Linked DNA regions of Salvelinus alpinus: region 2 is linked to region 1. Evidence: chromatin contacts called from public Hi-C data. All regions are on one chromosome and are shown on one strand. The core of a region is the stretch at or near the end of the contact, and the rest is flanking DNA. Distances in the headings are between cores, read along the strand shown.

Region 1 (3,951 bases), core at 66-2,565:
GAAGTTCCAGCAGGACTGATTGAGATCTCAAAGACTCTCAACCAAATGACTGAAACAGTCTCCCCATACCATAGTGGACATTGTTCTTTGCCTTTCTTGTTTTAATCAGCTGCTTTTTCTTTTTTCTTTTGCCTTGCTATAAAGTACTTTTATATATCCAGAGATCAGAGGTGTTTTCATACTTTATAATAACACATATTACTTTTGTATTCGTATTTATTAGGTGAATAATATGCAGATCTTGAGATATGTCAAATGACAAACTATGCTTTACTCCTTCTCCTTTATTATCCTTTAATTAGTAAGAAAACGATGTACGACAGGTGCCTTTCAGGGGCTGATCACACACTCATCCAACCAGATGCCCGTATGTAAAGTAGAGCGCAGGCTACGCGGTAAACGTTACGCATAAAACATTTGTTAACTATACATACTTAAATTCACAAAATTAGGGAGGATTATTATTTTTAATGCTTGGTGGCTCTTGTGAATATTTTTTTTTATCTGTAGTTAGCATCCATAACAAATATTTCTACCATAATTTATTTCATTTGAACTGTGTATTTATTTTTGTGAATGTATTACGGTGCTGCTGACTTTCGGTCATTTTATAATAACAATATAATGCACTTTAGATATAATGGTGATATCCTTATGTTTTTGTTAAGATACATAAGTGTTCTCCTTTGTGGTTGATTTTTGTTGTGAAAAATGTTCCTTCCTTCCTGTTGATAAATGCTTCATTTTTATTAGTATTTATTTTGTTTTCTTCCATTTATACTATTGCCCATCATCTCATTGACTTGTATGTCATTGGATTGTTCCATCAAACTCCCTCTCTCCAATTATGGTGCTCTCAGTGCAAGTGCAAGTTTAAGCACTTGCACTGAGAGCACCATCATTTCAACAACAACAAAAAAATCTAACAATTAAAGCTTCATGAATACTTTGTGTTCTCTCTACAGACGATGTAGGTCCAATGAAATACTGTACCATACCATTTTCTTATATAAATTCAATTATTGCCCCAATGAGTCACTGTAGCCTACCACCAATGAGAAAGTCATCAATATAGCCTATTTGTTGACTATTCAGCATGAACAAAATACCTTATAAGGTTGTTAAAGTCACACTAGAGGACCATGTGGTGTGTTTTAACAGTCTCTGACTGAATGGACGTGTCCCAAATGGCACCCTATTCCCTATATAGTGCACTACTTTTTTTATATATATATATATATATATATAGTGCACTACTTTTGATCAAAATTAGTGCACTATGTAGGGAATAGGGTGCCATTTGGGTAAGACACTATGGACCTGCTGGGAGGGGAGAGAGTAAATGCACCAGGCAGCAGCGTCAGTACTGTAGCTACATCCTGTCCTAAGAGCCGGTACTGAGGCCATTAGCCAGAGCCAGAGTCATAAACACAGTGGAATGGCCTGATAAAGACCCCATCAGAAGACTGGCGTTCCACACTACTGTGCTGAAGAAATCAATGTAACAATGGAAAAGGCATTAATAACTCACTGAGAGAGAGGGGGGAGAGAGAGAGAGGGGAGGGAGAGGGTGGGAGACAATCAACGGAAAACAATACACGGAAAGGAAAGTGGAACGTTTTATTTTGAGAGTAGGGTCTGTTTGCATGGAGGTTAAATATGCTGAACATAACACATACTGTATGGAAACCATCACAGAACACACACCAATAAAATATGGATTCTCTTTCTCTAATGTCTACGTTTTACTCATATGAAAGGTCAGAAAAGGTCTGTGACAGGTTTTTCACTTCTTGTAATAAACCCACACACTTCCATTCAGAAGCTACTGTATGTACATTACATAATAATAACCATTGGATTTGCCAAAAACACATTCTCTAGAAAACTATAAGATACAACACAACACAGACAACATGAATGAACATAGCCATACACCTCAGTCCTTCAAAAACTGTAACTGTGCTAAATTCAGAGTCAGATGTGAGTACTCTCCCTTTAAACTCATCCAACCAGAATCAATTGGACCTGAGTGAGTGATGTTTGCCATTCTCCATAGCAAACAAAAACTAAGAGTCATAGACTTCACATGCAAGACACCTTTAACAGTTTTCATTATGGGGATACTCTAAAATTCAAAGAATGGCTTACGGATTTACCCATGACGGAGAATACTTCTGTTTATCTTGGTACACATGATAATACTTCACTCAATAACCCAAGAGTATGGTAAGTAACACACAGGGCTAAAAAGCAGAGCAAGTCAGTTGTAGTCCAGTAGTAGGTACACTTTTTAAATACAATAATAACGCTATAATAATAATTGTGTTAGCTATTTGTGGTTATAAAATCTAGATGAAGCTTGATGTATATGTATGTAATGTAAATGTATATAAAACTCAGTGGCGGTAATGCCGTTTAATATTAGGACAAAAAAAAATGTATGGTATGGCCTTATTTCTATTACTGTCAATCATATTCCATCCACCCAGCTTAATGTAACATCAACCTAGCCTACAAATGAAAGTTTATAATGCACAGGCCGAAGACAAATTGAAGTAATCAACGTGATCCAATAGCGCCTTGCTCACTCTTGCCTGCATCTAGCTGATCTGGGGTGTAATCATTTGTCCAAAAAGAAAAACAAGAGTTTCTATTGGACAAATTCAGGTAAGTCCCTCCCCGTTTCATTCTGTTTGCTTCCGTTGAAGAAACGTTTTGCAACAGAATCGGCTAAATAAATACACCCCTGACCACCCGCACACACAGTTCACTTTCATAAACAGCATCATCACTTTGCACGTTGTATAATTCCTTTCTCGCATCTACGCGCTGTCCTCCTCTCACCTTTCCCCTTCACTTGTAGGCTTCAGAGCAAAACATAACAGCAGTCTGTGACCAGGCGCAAAAACCTCCAAGCCAAACCTTCATATCATAACCGCTAACCACTACACAGCCTACTTCGATGTCACCGTATTAACGTTATAGTCAACAAACTAGAACTAACGAGTTAGTAAACCCACAATCCAATCCATGTGTAGAATCACGGAGTACAGTGTACAGCAAGCAGTTTAACAGTTGGAAGAGTTGCAGTGTTGGATAGCCTTAGCCAGCTAACTAGCTAGCTAACATAAATAGCATTCCTCTCTGAGTCAGGTTGTTGAGTAGGCTAAATTAGCTGCATTAGCTAAGTGAAAGGTAAACTAAGAAAATAGTTAGCTCTTTCTCTCTCGCTCTCTCTGCTGGTTCTCCTTAATTGTTCAAAATGGTTCAACTATTGTCTTTCTCTCTCATTGAGTCAGCTACTCACCACACATCATGCACTGCAGTGCTAGCTAGCTGTAGTTTATGCTTTCAGTACATGATTCAGTCTCTGATTCTTTTATTGGATGTGCTCAGTTCATATTGCAAGAGTTTTGAGGACGTTCTCCGGAGGTCACCATAATTACTGTGTAAGTCTATGAAAGGGGTGAAAACCATGAGCCTCCTAGGTTTTTGTATTGAAGTCAATGTACCCAGAGGAGGATGGAAAATAGCTGTCCTCCAGGCTACACCATGGTGCTACCCTAGAGGGTGTTGTTGAGGCTACTGTAGACCTTCATTGCAAAACAGTGTGTTTTAATCAGTTATTTGGTGACACTATTTGTATTTTTATGAAATTCCCTGACTAGGACGGTCCTCCCCTTCCTCCCCTAAAGAGCCTCCACTGATAAAAAGTGGATTGGCAAATTTGATATAAATTAAACTATATTGAAACGTTTCTAATAACTGAGATTATCTAACCGTTTTGAGATTGAGATTATATCTAAATCTTTGCTCACACAACAGGCTGTCCCCAACACGTTCTCCCTGATCTTTGCCTGTACCTGCGGGTTGATCCTGGGCATCGGTTTCTGTGCCAACCTACTGGTGTTCTCTCTGTTCGCCAAGTACAACACCCTGAGGAAGAAC
Region 2 (4,073 bases), core at 897-3,396, 130 kb before region 1:
GCGCATAATGTGTTATAAAGAGGGTTTTAATTCCTAGGCAGTGTTACCAACATAATTCTTTCTCGGGATGATAGCTGCAGCAATATGGCCAATGAGTTAGGAGTAACTTGTTTTTTAAGTCATGCAAAGACATTATGGGTCAATGGTTGAAATACAGTTTTATTCCTCAAATGCCCATAATGGTGAAGTCAAGGTGGAAAGAATAAAGTACAGGGTAGTGCCGCAAAATGGTCAATCATCAAGTGAATGTTGAATGACATCGTCCTCCAGCCACGGCGTGCATAAATACATTGAGCTATAATTCGCTTGATCCTTATCCGTTTGGCAAGGTCATCCGTGTAGGCCATGAACAATGCATTGTTTCAATTATAATATTTTGGATTACTAGAAAAACAAATATAATTGTCCATGCCGTAAAGATGATACAAGGCAGGCCAATACAATAGTCAGATGAATGAGATGGGACGACCACCGTTAAATTTGCGCAATCCATAATCTCTTGGGCATGGCACGTCGCCAACACATTCAATTTCAAAACAGTCCCACTTTCTCAAAGTAGACAGACAGTCATTCCATTATAGCTCAATCTGCTAAATAGACAATATGGCCGAGGGTAGACGACATCGTAGATAAAATACATTGGCAGAGACGCATAACTTTAAATAGATATCCAAAGAATATGACGAGGCGCGAGTACATATTTGAATCATAAACTTTATACACAATCTTAAAAGTATTTTTGTTTGGACAGTCAAGAAAATTCTAGAATGCGATGCGAATTTTATTTAGGCTTAACACAAATATTTCAGTATCTCAGCCGATTTCATCTGGGTTTATAATAAATAGGCTTTAGTCTATTAATAATCACCACAATTTTATAAAGCACGATACACTAATCGTCCATAACATGACATTCAAAACTAATTTGAAGGAAAACATCTTCAGTAACATCCCTTTTCCTTGAAAAAAATTGCCGTCTCAGAGAATGCACTGCGTGGGATTCTGGTTGCTCGTCAGTACGTGACGGCCTTGTCCCAGGCTGGATTTAAAGCGGAAGCTGTCGCCAGAGATAGATGCGACAATTAAGCAGTGCGGTAAAGTACTTAGATAGTACTTAAATACTTTTACTTAAGTAGTTTTTTGCAGAATCTGTATTTGACAACTTTTACTTCACTACATTCCTAAAGAAAATTACGTACTTTTTACTCCATACATTTTCCCTGACACACAAAAGTACTTGTTACTAGCAGGTCAGGAAAATGGTCAAATTCATGCACTTATCAAGAGAACATCCCTGGTCATCCCTTTTGCCTCTGATGTGGCACTCACTAAACACAAATGCTTAGTTTGTAAATTATGTCTAAGTGTTTGTGTGCCACTGGCTATCTGTAAATTTAAAAAACAAGAAAATGGTGCCTTCTGGTTTAACATAGGGAATTTTAAATGATTTATACTTTTTCAATATTTTAGAAATTACATTTACTTTTGATATATAAGTATATTTAAAACCAAATACTTTTACTCAAGTAGTAAATTACTGGGTGAATTTCACTTTTACTTGAGAAATGTTCTATTAAAAGGTATCTTTACTTTTACTCAAGTATGACAATTGGGTACTTTTTCCACCACTGCAATTAAGTAGACTTAAGTTAGTTACACCTCACATAACACCCTGTGTACTGTGTTCACACTTAAAAATACATGTTCCTGTTGCTTTTTACCGGTCCTTCTGTATTAGCCTTTTTCTTGCCAATCAATGACATCACGAGGCCTTAATCAGGATACCACGATTAATCAACTAATAGCCTAAATATCCAGGGTCAATAGGCTGATTGAAATTGCAGCAGTGCATCATATAGGCTCAGGTAGCCCATGTACAGACGGGTATTGCACACCATCATAGGTTAATAGTGCATGCTTCGCATACTTGACACCCCAAAATCAGACACTGGTCACCACTGCTCTTTCACTTGCTCCAAAATCTAAATGAAAGTATATTTACATCAAGTCTTACCCTTGGCGTGTCGTCTTCTGTCTCCAAGTCCTTTCTCCTTGTCTGCCTGCTGCCTCCTGAGTGTAGGTAATCAACTCTAAGCCCTAAACTTCCATCCCCCACAGGAAGTGTACTGCCTCTGTAATGGGTGACCTGACATGTCAGCTGTTTGAGTACTTCACCATGAGACACTCTTTCGAATACCAAAATGCTGTCCTTACCTCTTTATCTGTACTGATCTGAAAACCCACCCCAATGAAGAACTTCCACCAGTTTTCACCTGTCAAGCCTTTTACAATAAGTGCAGAAGGAGTCAACGGATTTGTCTAGGGACTCATCTTTCTGAAGGATTCAATCCCCTCCTGGATCAAGATCCCAGTTGTCAAAGTTGTTTTGTGCAATTAAAAATGGAACCCCTTGTGCGCACTTCTGGTAATACTGTATACCCCGGTATGGTACACAAACCGGATGAAAATCTAGATACCACCCAACCCTATAAATATGTAGTTTTATTTGACGGCGCAAAAAATCTGACTGTTGAAAGTTATCACAGCCCCATATTTAAAACAGATAACTAAAATCACAACTACTGGCAATGGTCAGTCTCTAAAGGGGCATCTAAAGTGAAATCAAAACATTACCTTCCTTATCAGCCACAATCCTTGAAAAACAAGACAAAACACTGTTGTTTCCACATTTATTAGAACATTAACCAACTATGGTGGGGTGTTAAAACCTGATTGCATTCATGTCGTAGTCTTTCCTCTATACCCCCACAGGGGGGAACCATCTTCCCTCTTATCTTTAAGTATGCCTAATGTGTCATTACCAATGACCAGTTGGGCTGGGGATAATTAAATTTCTATTCAACCAATTCAGGAAGTAAACTGAAATTCCAATTACCTTGCATTCAATTAAGAAAATGTGCATTTAAAATTAGAATTTACTTCTAGAACTGACAAGAACTTAAAATTGAATCAACCCCAAGCCTGCTGATCAGTAGCCCAGCCCAGGGTAGGTGGGCTACAGGCAGGACAGCTATGACTATAGCAGGTAGAGAGAGCCGTGTGCTAGGCGGTTGTTAACTGAAGGATGCGTTTGATAAGGCCGCTGTCTTACATCTTATATGGCTGTTGATAAGGCCGCCATTTTGAATTGCTATTTGTTGATAAAGCCGATATTTGTTTCGTTACTCGGTGAGGCCCAGCTTCTTCTTGAGGGACTCGGGCATCTCTGGGGGAGGGGGACGGGGCAGGCGGAAGTAGACCTTCACAGAGTCGTAGATGAACCACTGCAGGGCGGTCAGGGTACCGATCATGATGATACGGGCCACCAGACCCTTCCACACACCTGAGAAGGAAGGACAAACGGAGGGATGAAAGAGCAAGAGAATTAAAAGGCAAACTGTTTAAACTCCGATCAAATTGATATTTTAATATCCCATTACACCATTTAAAAATATGAAAGGTCAACAACTAATGATGGTTACTCTGAGACAGGTGTTAATAGGTATTGCATGTCTGCTCCCCAGCCTGTCTGCACTGGTAGTATTCCAGCAAGGCTGCCAGTGCAGGTAATGGGCTGGGGAGTAGGTAGACTGTTCGCACATGCCAATGACTCAAGCACCTCCAACTGTCCAGCCAGAAAGCTGCTGGGGGTATCTGGGCTGGAGCTGCAATCAGCCCTCAGAGAGAGATCTAAGGAGTGTGTTGGAAACCTCAGTGTATTTACTGTGAAGTTAACACCATCAATCTACATTCTAAACCAGTGGTTCTTAACTGGTTGTGCCTCAGGACCCAAATTCAACCAGGTTCTCTCAGTCGCAACCCAATATTTGCGTTGCGAAAAAAGGCCATAACACAATCTGGATTTATGTATTTTTATGCCATGATAGTAAATGTGACAACAATATGACAAAGGAAAAACATTCCCACCTTTTTCATTGTCAATAATTCAATTTTGCCCATATTATTGATTAAGAATGTTAATAAGCTTACTAGTTTGAGACCACAAAATCAACTAAACAGCGCTAATAGCTCCATATTAAAAATACTGGGATTGAAGAAAAATTGTTCAGGGA

What was found. A called contact is a pair of places that touch in the nucleus more often than the background predicts.
Region 2: a contact with region 1 is called in a Hi-C map of red muscle, with 9 times the contacts expected there. The contact joins the promoter of ldhbb here to the promoter of LOC139539353 in region 1. A contact is called at or near these places in 2 of 3 Hi-C or Micro-C datasets (muscle and red muscle).

The regions. Positions count from the first base shown.
Region 1 is chr15:55,268,854-55,272,804 of SLU_Salpinus.1, reverse strand. It overlaps LOC139539353 (galanin receptor 2a), which reads left to right and starts at 1,315. Exons shown (of 5, transcript XM_071342164.1): 1 at 1,315-1,338; 2 at 3,829-3,951. The coding sequence starts at 1,315. LOC139539354 (parathyroid hormone-related protein-like) reads left to right here. Exons shown (of 3, transcript XM_071342165.1): 3 at 1-57.
Region 2 is chr15:55,402,884-55,406,956 of SLU_Salpinus.1, reverse strand. ldhbb (lactate dehydrogenase Bb) reads right to left here and starts at 2,146. Exons shown (of 8, transcript XM_071344155.1): 1 at 2,015-2,146. LOC139540367 (solute carrier family 25 member 3) reads right to left here. Exons shown (of 8, transcript XM_071344150.1): 8 at 2,677-3,343. The coding sequence ends at 3,183. LOC139540581 (small nucleolar RNA SNORA53) reads right to left here and starts at 3,704; the gene lies at 3,509-3,704.